Regions from separate parts of the Zea mays genome. Here region 2 is linked to region 1. A link is a contact called in public Hi-C data. All regions are on one chromosome and are shown on one strand. The core of a region is the stretch at or near the end of the contact, and the rest is flanking DNA. Distances in the headings are between cores, read along the strand shown.

Region 1 (4,564 bases), core at 1,008-3,507:
CACTTATCCAGATGTCGATTCAGTTGTGATGTTGGACCCCCACGTTGATACACATACAGTTTGTAACAAAACTTGCACTTGGCCTTCGTCACCATTTCCCCAAACTTCTTCTTTGATTGAACTTCGACCACCTTAAAATACTTCCAGCAATTGGCTCGCTTCGCCCTATTGACCTTACACTTTGAAGGAGATAATGGAACATCACCCTTTGCCCTTTTGACTCCTCTCTTTGCATTATGAACTTGTGCCACCTGAACCTCATCTTCACCTTGGCTCCCACCATCCTCTGAAGATAGGCTTAGAGAGAAATCATCCTCCATGTCAAGGCTATTGTCCTCCTCCTTGTCTTCCTCCTCTATAGAATTGGTTGTTGGTTCCTGCATTTCAATCCAACATTACAATCTAGCATACAACAAAGAATGTGAAGACAACAAAAGCTTAGCATTTGAAGTTTTGGATACTCACCATAGATATAGAAACATTAGACCGATTGCCGGACGCCGATGATGCTGTCACTGCAGGCATCTTCTGCATCGAAATGGGTGGCTTCTTTGTGAGTTGCTTGGTTCGAGTTCGAGACCCCAAACTTGCTGGCAATGGAGTGTTCTCCTCCTCCATAGGGGCATAGGGTTGGATGCCTGGATATCGACGCTGAGTCCGCAGACGCTGAGACGCAGTGAGCCTGACGCTGGAGACCTGGAGTGGACTGTTGGAGGCTTGGAGCCTAGAGCGGTGGCCATTTGGGCGCGCGGCCGCGCGCGATGCCGGTGCCTGGTGGCCGGTTGGCCACTGCCCGCTGGCGCTGTGCCGCGGTGCTGCCTGGACTGCTGCTCCGCCTGGCCGGTGGTCGGTGGAGACGAGTGGAGCGCCGAGCCGCCGTCCGCCGAGTCGCTGTCGGCCGTCGCCGACGCCGAGACACCTAGGGTTTGCGCGCGGCTGAGGCCTGAGCGGGAGCGGCTGAGTGGCTGATGCCGACTGGAGTCTGGTCTCTGCCTCTCTGGTGTCTGGAGTGGATCAGTTGAGCAGTACGCCGTTTGCCGAGCCTGGAGCGGTGGCCCGTGGCCATTTGCCCGTGTGGCCGTGTGCGGTGCCTGTTGAGCGGTGAGCGTTGGGCCTGGCCGCCTGGGCTTACGACTGATGGGCCAAACAAGTGATTAAGTGAAACTGTGAAAGGCCGGCCCGAATTGGAATGCTGCAATGTGGCAGCTCGGTTAGCTCGCGAGCTGGCTCGAGATCAGCTCGAGCTGGCTCGTTAAGAAACCGAGCTGGGACGCTGGCTCAACTCGTGTAAAAATTTAAACGATCCGATCCTAGTCGAGCTGAGCAGGCTACGAGCCGAGCGAGCCAACGAGCCACGAGTTTTTCGTCCAGCCCTATATGTTGATACTGCTTTGTTCTACATTCACCATTGCAAACAAAAGTGATGTTTTTTTCCTAGTAGCATGTCAATGATGTGGGCATAAATCATCAAGATTATATTACTAGTTTCTACTCCATATTACTGGTACAAAATTTCACATTCATTCACAATATACTAATGTAACATCTATTTGGTGTTGCGTTAGAAATAGCAAAACATTACATTAAATGTTGATCAATAATGAAAATGTCTCAAGGAATATACTCCATCACAATTGGAATGCCCATGTGAGCCATGTCGTTATTTTCCAGTCGACTTTTGATTTTTATTTTCTAGCATATATTATTCTACCCCAAGAGAATGGTCATGTATGTTTTCCTAGATATAAATTTTATATCAACAACGAATATTTCGTAAGCAACAGATATAGGATTCTTGCATCGCCGTTATGCTCGGTTGTCACCATATCTTGGCGTTATCACTGACTACCATTTTGTCGGGCATTCATCATCGCAGCAGCTGAATAATATGCCTCTAGATATATATATTTTTTCAATGCGGATCTATGAGATTTTGTTAGTAGTTACATTATTAATCAAACATCCCCGTATTAATTTTTGAAAGACGGATTTCGTAAGTGAGATGGTTGAAATCGTCGCATGGGCATCCATAAAACACCTGTGATTCTGAACGCGGCAAACTTTTGTACTAGCGCTTTCCATCCCAAAATTACCTCCCATTTCCATCTGTTCAACTCTAGTAGTTGGCGCGGCCCTTTCCTTGGCCGTCTTTCCTTTTTCTTTTCGCCTCCCTTTTTCTGCGCCCACCGACACTCCTCTCCTTCTCCCCCAATTTTCTTTAAAAATCCCCGCTCGCTAAATCCCCTCCCACCGACGCCTGTCGCCACTGGCACGCATTCCTGCTCTCCTCTCCTCTTCTCCCTCGTCGGTGCGGCGTGGCGCGGCTCGGCGTTCGGTGAGAAACCACTCGGGGATGAGGATCTGCTGCTAGAGTGAGAGGAGCTACGGTCAGTATCCTCTGCCTTCGTCGGCGGCGGAAGTGGAGGGGAGGAAGCGATGGAGGCGAGCGCCGGGCTGGTGGCCGGCTCCCACAACCGCAACGAGCTCGTCGTCATCCGCCGCGACGGCGATCCCGGGGTACGCGCGCGCTTCAATTTTTCCGGCTGGCTTGCGAGAGGAGCGAGCGTTACGTTGCTGTTTTTTTTCCCTTTCTAACTTTTGCTGTCTGCTGTGTGCGCGCTCGCGTGCGTGCAGCCGAAGCCGCCGCGGGAGCAGAACGGGCAGGTGTGCCAGATTTGCGGCGACGACGTCGGCCTTGCCCCCGGCGGGGACCCCTTCGTGGCGTGCAACGAGTGCGCCTTCCCCGTCTGCCGGGACTGCTACGAATACGAGCGCCGGGAGGGCACGCAGAACTGCCCCCAGTGCAAGACTCGATACAAGCGCCTCAAGGGTGGGTGTCCCCAACCCCATCCACCGAAATGCAGCTCCACTACCCTGGCGCTAATGCATTAGTCGGGCGGCATTCGATGATTCTTCTTTAGTCTCAATTGCCCACTCAGCTCGGTCCTATGCGCCGGACTTTGTTTGCAGGCTGCCAGCGTGTGACCGGTGACGAGGAGGAGGACGGCGTCGATGACCTGGACAACGAGTTCAACTGGGACGGCCATGACTCGCAGTCTGTGGCCGAGTCCATGCTCTACGGCCACATGAGCTACGGCCGTGGAGGTGACCCTAATGGCGCGCCACAAGCTTTCCAGCTCAACCCCAATGTTCCACTCCTCACCAACGGGCAGATGGTACTGTTACTGCCGAATCCAAGTATCACTATTCGCTTGCCACCTCCGTTTGTGGGATATTGGTGTGCCAATGGCTCAATTGCTTGTTTCTGGTCTGATCGCAGGTGGATGACATCCCACCGGAGCAGCACGCGCTGGTGCCTTCTTTCATGGGTGGTGGGGGAAAGAGGATACATCCCCTTCCTTATGCGGATCCCAGCTTACCTGGTATGTATCTGGATGATCATCAGCCAAAACATAGTTGTGGTCATGGTGCCCTGAATGTAACTGATTAACGGTTGTTGTGTTCCAGTGCAACCCAGGTCTATGGACCCATCCAAGGATCTTGCTGCATATGGGTATGGTAGTGTTGCTTGGAAGGAACGGATGGAGAATTGGAAGCAGAGACAAGAGAGGATGCACCAGACGGGGAATGATGGTGGTGGTGATGATGGTGACGATGCTGATCTACCACTGTATGACCCTCAAAACTGTTTGATTCTTGTTACTTTTATGCCTCTTTAATGCTTTATGCTATTTGGTTACATGAATTTGTCCAAATTAATTTCCAAAATAGTCCATCCTCTGTTCAGGATACCATTTTTTCCTTTGTCATAATTATCACTCACAAAAAAGTAGCATTTCCAATTTTCTTAGTAAAATGAAAGAAACTGGTCGATTCATATTTTTAGTTTTGCCTTTGTTTGTATGAATCAATGATCGCAATGCACGATAGGCCAGCATAGTGTGTGCTCTATAAAATTTAACTTATTTGCCTGCATGTATCTTTGTATATTTACTACATGTCACCTTCTATTTGGTATTTCCAGAAGCAGATCTTTGCTTCTGTCTTGTTACTAGCTACTAGACCCAAGTACTAGATTTTACCTGATTTTTTCTTTCTTTACCAGAATGGATGAAGCAAGACAACAACTGTCCAGGAAAATTCCACTTCCATCAAGCCAGATTAATCCATATAGGATGATTATCATTATTCGGCTTGTGGTTTTGGGGTTCTTCTTCCACTACCGAGTGATGCATCCGGTGAATGATGCATTTGCTTTGTGGCTCATATCTGTTATCTGTGAAATCTGGTTTGCCATGTCTTGGATTCTTGATCAATTCCCAAAGTGGTTCCCTATTGAGAGAGAGACTTACCTAGACCGGCTGTCACTGAGGTTAGTTGCTGTTGCCACCTACTAATATTAGCCTTCTCTTCCTGTTGTTTTGAGACTAATTACTTGTATGGATAGGTTCGACAAGGAAGGCCAGCCATCTCAACTTGCTCCAATTGATTTCTTTGTCAGTACGGTTGATCCCTTAAAGGAACCTCCTTTGGTCACAACAAATACTGTTCTATCTATCCTTTCGGTGGATTATCCTGTTGATAAGGTTTCTTGCTATGTTTC
Region 2 (4,564 bases), core at 1,251-3,750, 830 kb before region 1:
TCTTCTATCTTTGTTGACACATTCACACTATGGAGCTGAAGGTCGTTGTTCGTCTTTGTGTTTGTGTGTTAGTTGCACATTGTTTCCAAACGAAGGTGACCTTTGTCGACCGCTCTGTTACACCTAAAACAGACTTATAAACTATTGAGAAATCAATGCTTTGAGGACCTTAGGCCGAGAAAGGCCCCAACATTGATGTAGTTCATATTTTCATGGACCAACATACATTCTTGTTACCTTAAAGAATTTGTTAGTCCACACATGTTGCCATTAATTACCAAAACATAAATTAGGGCCTATATGCTCATAGAGTGGATGGTTGGGGGCACACGATGCTGGGGCGCGGAGGCAACTACGATGGGCATCGAGGCCGCCGTCGCTGCATGAGACCATCAAGGGGGAGGTGGGAAGAGAAGAGCACAAGTGTTGGGGCGACACAGTGGCCTGTGAAGAACGATGACGCAGAGGGAGGCATGCTCTATGGACGAGAGAGAGAGAGAGAGAGAGAGAGAGAGAGAGAGAGAGAGAGCAGTAGCAGTTAGAAAGAGGAAGCTGGTGGCAGCCATGGGAGAAGAGGGGACTTGAGGCGGTGGAGGAAGGACCTGACAATGTGAGAGCGTTGCTGAGTGACATAGAGGCAGGGGAGGTGTAGCTCGGGTCACCGGCCGCCGGAGAGTGGAGCATGACCATCCGCACGACAGGGGAGTTGGCGCATGGGGCGTCGACCACCGACGTGACTGGGCAAGGGAGTTGCACGTCTGGCGAGAGGGTAACCGCGATAGTGGAGTGGGGGCATCGCTTGCCGACCGTCGACGTGGTTGGGTAGGGGAGGCACACGCCGAGGGAGATGGGAACCACGACAAGGGTTTCACCAGGTGGTCGCATCAAAGGGGGATGGGGGAGCCTGGCGTAGCCATGGGAGGCTCGCTAGCCATGGAGCAGGCGACGCTTAGAGCTTAGAGAGGGAGAGAGGAAGAAGGCAGAAACAGTGCCCTGATACCATGTTGTAGGGTGAAACTTTTAACCCTAACCATGGTTGGGATGCTATATTAATGATGTGGGCTAATCTAAGCTTGTTACAGCTAACACATCCAATCAAAGAAGAAGAAAAGAAAAATGTCGTTGTGGTTAGCGATGAAAACGGATGGAAAAACCCTTCTCCCGTTTCGCTCATGCAGTTCATTGTCGAAAATGGGTGCAGGAGCGGAACAACCACGGATGGAAACGAGTCTGAGTTACACGGGTTTACGGAAACGAACCAATACAGTCGAAAATTAACCGAAAAACGAACGGAAATTACCTCAACGAAAAAATTACCTGGAAACAAATAATCACAAGGTGTCGTAGTCGTAGTCCAAATTCAAATTCAACAGTCCACTAAACAACGAGAAAATAAGTCCACGTGATTATATGACCACATGTCCACATAGACATTAAACATGTCACACTCACACATTGACACACATACATACATAATAAAAGTTCTTCAAGGTCTTCATGACATCTAGCATTTGCAAATGATTCAAACACCAATTCACCATGACATCGGGCATTTGCAAGATTTCTTCACGGTTTGTCATCTTCAGCCATGAATTGGGAGCAGATACTTGAAATTTAGAAGCAGCAAGCGCTACGAAATTGAAACAAGCAAATGCCTGAATTTTAGAAGCAAACATGTATGCATGTAGGATGCAACAACCAACAAGCATCATTGCGCCAAGCAGCAAGCGTCATTGCACCAAGCAGCAAGCAATTGAAACAAGTAAATGTCTGCTGCTGTTAGAACTTGCAAGCAATTGAAGCAAGCAAGGTGTGAGGTTGATCCACGACTAGACCGCGTGATTACTAATTCTTCGATGGACTGGAGGACTAGAGGTGTGGAGGAGGTCGTTACCTGAAGGCGAAGGTCGATGGTGAGCTGGTTCCGGTGCCGTGCTGCGTGCTGCGTGCTGCACTGCTGGCCCGACGTCTAGCGTGGCCTAGCTGCCGAGATGGCACAAGTGTGTGACAGCGGCCGCGAGCGAAGGTGAGTGGGAGTCCCGTGTCCGTGCTCGACGTGTCTCGACAATGGTGAGTTGGTGAGTCGCGGAGTCGGTCGTTGGCGTGACGGTGCCTGGAGGTGTCTTATGTTGAGCCACGTCACAGCGTCCACGTGCCGAACTGGCAAACATGGGAGTGGGCTTAGGGTTTCACGTGTGTACCGTTCCTTAGCCTATTAGGCTTGTCGCATTGGGCCTAACGGTGAGTGGTGACGGCTTTACAATGTACACCTTGTGGCTGTGGGACTTAATCTTCACGTTAAATTTGGAAATATCCAGATGAAATATAGGATCTCAACAATCAGAACGGAAAATAGTATTTCTCATTTTTGTTTTGTTCCCGCAGACTCTCAACTCGTAACCTGTTTCGTATCTATATTTTCCAAAAATCCGAAAACAGACGAACGATGTATAGAAAACGGAGCTGATAGGAACGAGATTTTTTACATCCATTTTCATCCCTAGCTGTGGTCCCACAGGTCGCACCATTCTCCCCTCTTCTTCCGCCGATACACACGCCCTGCACGGGGGCTCGCCGAGGCTTCAGTTTACTACTGAAGCACGCACCGCAGCGTCTCCACCTTCTGCTCAACCTCCGCTTCCGTAGGTGCCGGCGCTAAGCGAGGATCCCTCCGTTCATCGGTCCCGACGGCACCTCGACTCGTTTCGTCGGTCGCTGGTAAGGAAGCCCTAACTATTTTCTTCCTCGGATTGACTGCTTCCTTTTTCGAGTTGAGATCAGTTCAGTTGGAGAGATTATCTATTTCTATGCTTGTGTGCCCTCGAATCCAAATCTTCCTTTCGTGGTGCGGATGCGTGAACGGTCCTCCAATCCAATCCCCTTCGAGGTACATGGACTGCTTGCTTGCTTGATGTGTGGTGGACCTGTACTGGTAGCAGCATGTAAATTATTAACTTTCTCTTGGGATTGGTGGAAACACCAAAGGTCGCCCCTGGTAATAGCGGAAGAACTTGATCTTATACGTCTTTTTTTTCTTCTTGGGATCTCCTTACGGTTCCAAGATGTACTGGTCTCCACGCCCTTGTTGAAAAGGCTGGCTGAAAGCGACCCTCATTGCTGCAATCACTTGTTCACTCACCTGAATAGTGAATGCTATCTGAAATGTATAACTCCAAACCCTCTGGAAAGAGAAATAAAATGGTACCTGCTAAGTTATTCTCAGACTTACAGCTATCAGCCTACTAATATGTGAATAAATTTGTTAGCTCGCACATTAAATAGGTCAAACATTCATGCTAACTGCCTTACTAAATTTGTTTGATGAGTATGGACGGATTGTACTAAATTTTTGTGATGAATACAGACGAGTTGTACGCCGGCACCTATTGGGCCTGTTTGGTTCAGTTTTTTTCTGACCATATTTTCTGAGAATCTAGCCGTGGAGAGAATCTGGCTGTGGGAAGAATCTGAGTATCGTGGGGATTACGGGCCTGTTTGGTTCGTGTCTAACTGCGCCACACTTTGCCTAAGGTTAGTCGTTCGAATTGAAGAACTAACCTTAGGCAGAAAAGTTAGGCAAAGTGTGGCAAGTTAGGTAGCGAACCAAACAGGCCCTACATGCGGAGAAATATGAAATGGATCAAAGGGTTCAGGATCTAGAAAACGATGGATTCCTACTATCGTTACTACTCGACCGATTCTGTGTTCATTTTGATTTTGAACGGTTTTTAACGATTCTTATAGAAGTGGGCTGAAAAGTTGGGGCGTTTGGCAGTCCGCAACAGCTTTTGGTGGACATAAACTAAAAAAAGCCCAAACAAACAGCTCCATTGACTGATTGATTGCATGTAGTCATGCTGCTTGTGTATGAGGAATGCCTTCTTTCTGAACTTTCCATTTATCTCTAATTGTTGTGTTTTTGTTGCATGTACCGAAGTGGCGACGGGTGATTGACTGCGATATGAGGCAATGGTTATGTTGTAACTGCCACTTTGATGACGAGGAAGATGGCCATGACAAGGAACAGGCCAAAGCTCAGAGCAATAAGATAGACCGTACGATGCTTGCTTTCAATGCTTTTCTTTGTTTGGTCCTGTGAATTCTGGTATGACTGGGCCAGTTGAAGGTTATGTAGGGACCAACCTTTTGTTCTCTCTTGACGTCCATGGGAGTTAGGAAACTTCAGTCGTATTCATTCTGAAGAACAGCTCAGAGCAGTTTTCTGGCCATTCACAGAAAGTTTTCATGTTCTTTAATGTGAATCAGATTATTACTGGATTCACATGTACAGATAAGGCAGATGAAGAATTTCTGATATGATTTCCGGGACTGGCTACAAACTTGATATATAAGTCAACCATCAGTGTTTCTTAGTGTAATTCTGATACTGGCGAATACAGGGATATGTCTTAGTCAAATGTGTAGATAGCATATACAAAGAAACCATCATATTGTTTTTTTTAATATAAAATGCTTGAACATCAGTCTTCCGAGGCAAAGATCTCATTATAGTGTTTCTCATATCACATATACACTTCTGTTTATACAGACAAAACTGTGTTGG

Evidence for each region. Hi-C and Micro-C count contacts between places; a contact is called where the count stands out from the background.
Region 2: a contact with region 1 is called in a Hi-C map of ear, with 1.7 times the contacts expected there. The contact joins the promoter of LOC100273536 here to the promoter of LOC541805 in region 1. A contact is called at or near these places in 2 of 25 Hi-C or Micro-C datasets (ear and tassel).

Annotation. Positions count from the first base shown.
Region 1 is chr7:38,022,372-38,026,935 of Zm-B73-REFERENCE-NAM-5.0, reverse strand. It overlaps LOC541805 (cellulose synthase 7), which reads left to right and starts at 2,257. Exons shown (of 14, transcript NM_001111487.2): 1 at 2,257-2,517; 2 at 2,635-2,830; 3 at 2,971-3,176; 4 at 3,281-3,383; 5 at 3,469-3,631; 6 at 4,067-4,333; 7 at 4,409-4,564. The coding sequence starts at 2,437.
Region 2 is chr7:38,852,197-38,856,760 of Zm-B73-REFERENCE-NAM-5.0, reverse strand. LOC100273536 (putative protein kinase superfamily protein) reads left to right here and starts at 2,500. Exons shown (of 8, transcript NM_001147954.1): 1 at 2,500-2,718; 2 at 3,938-4,055. The coding sequence starts at 3,962.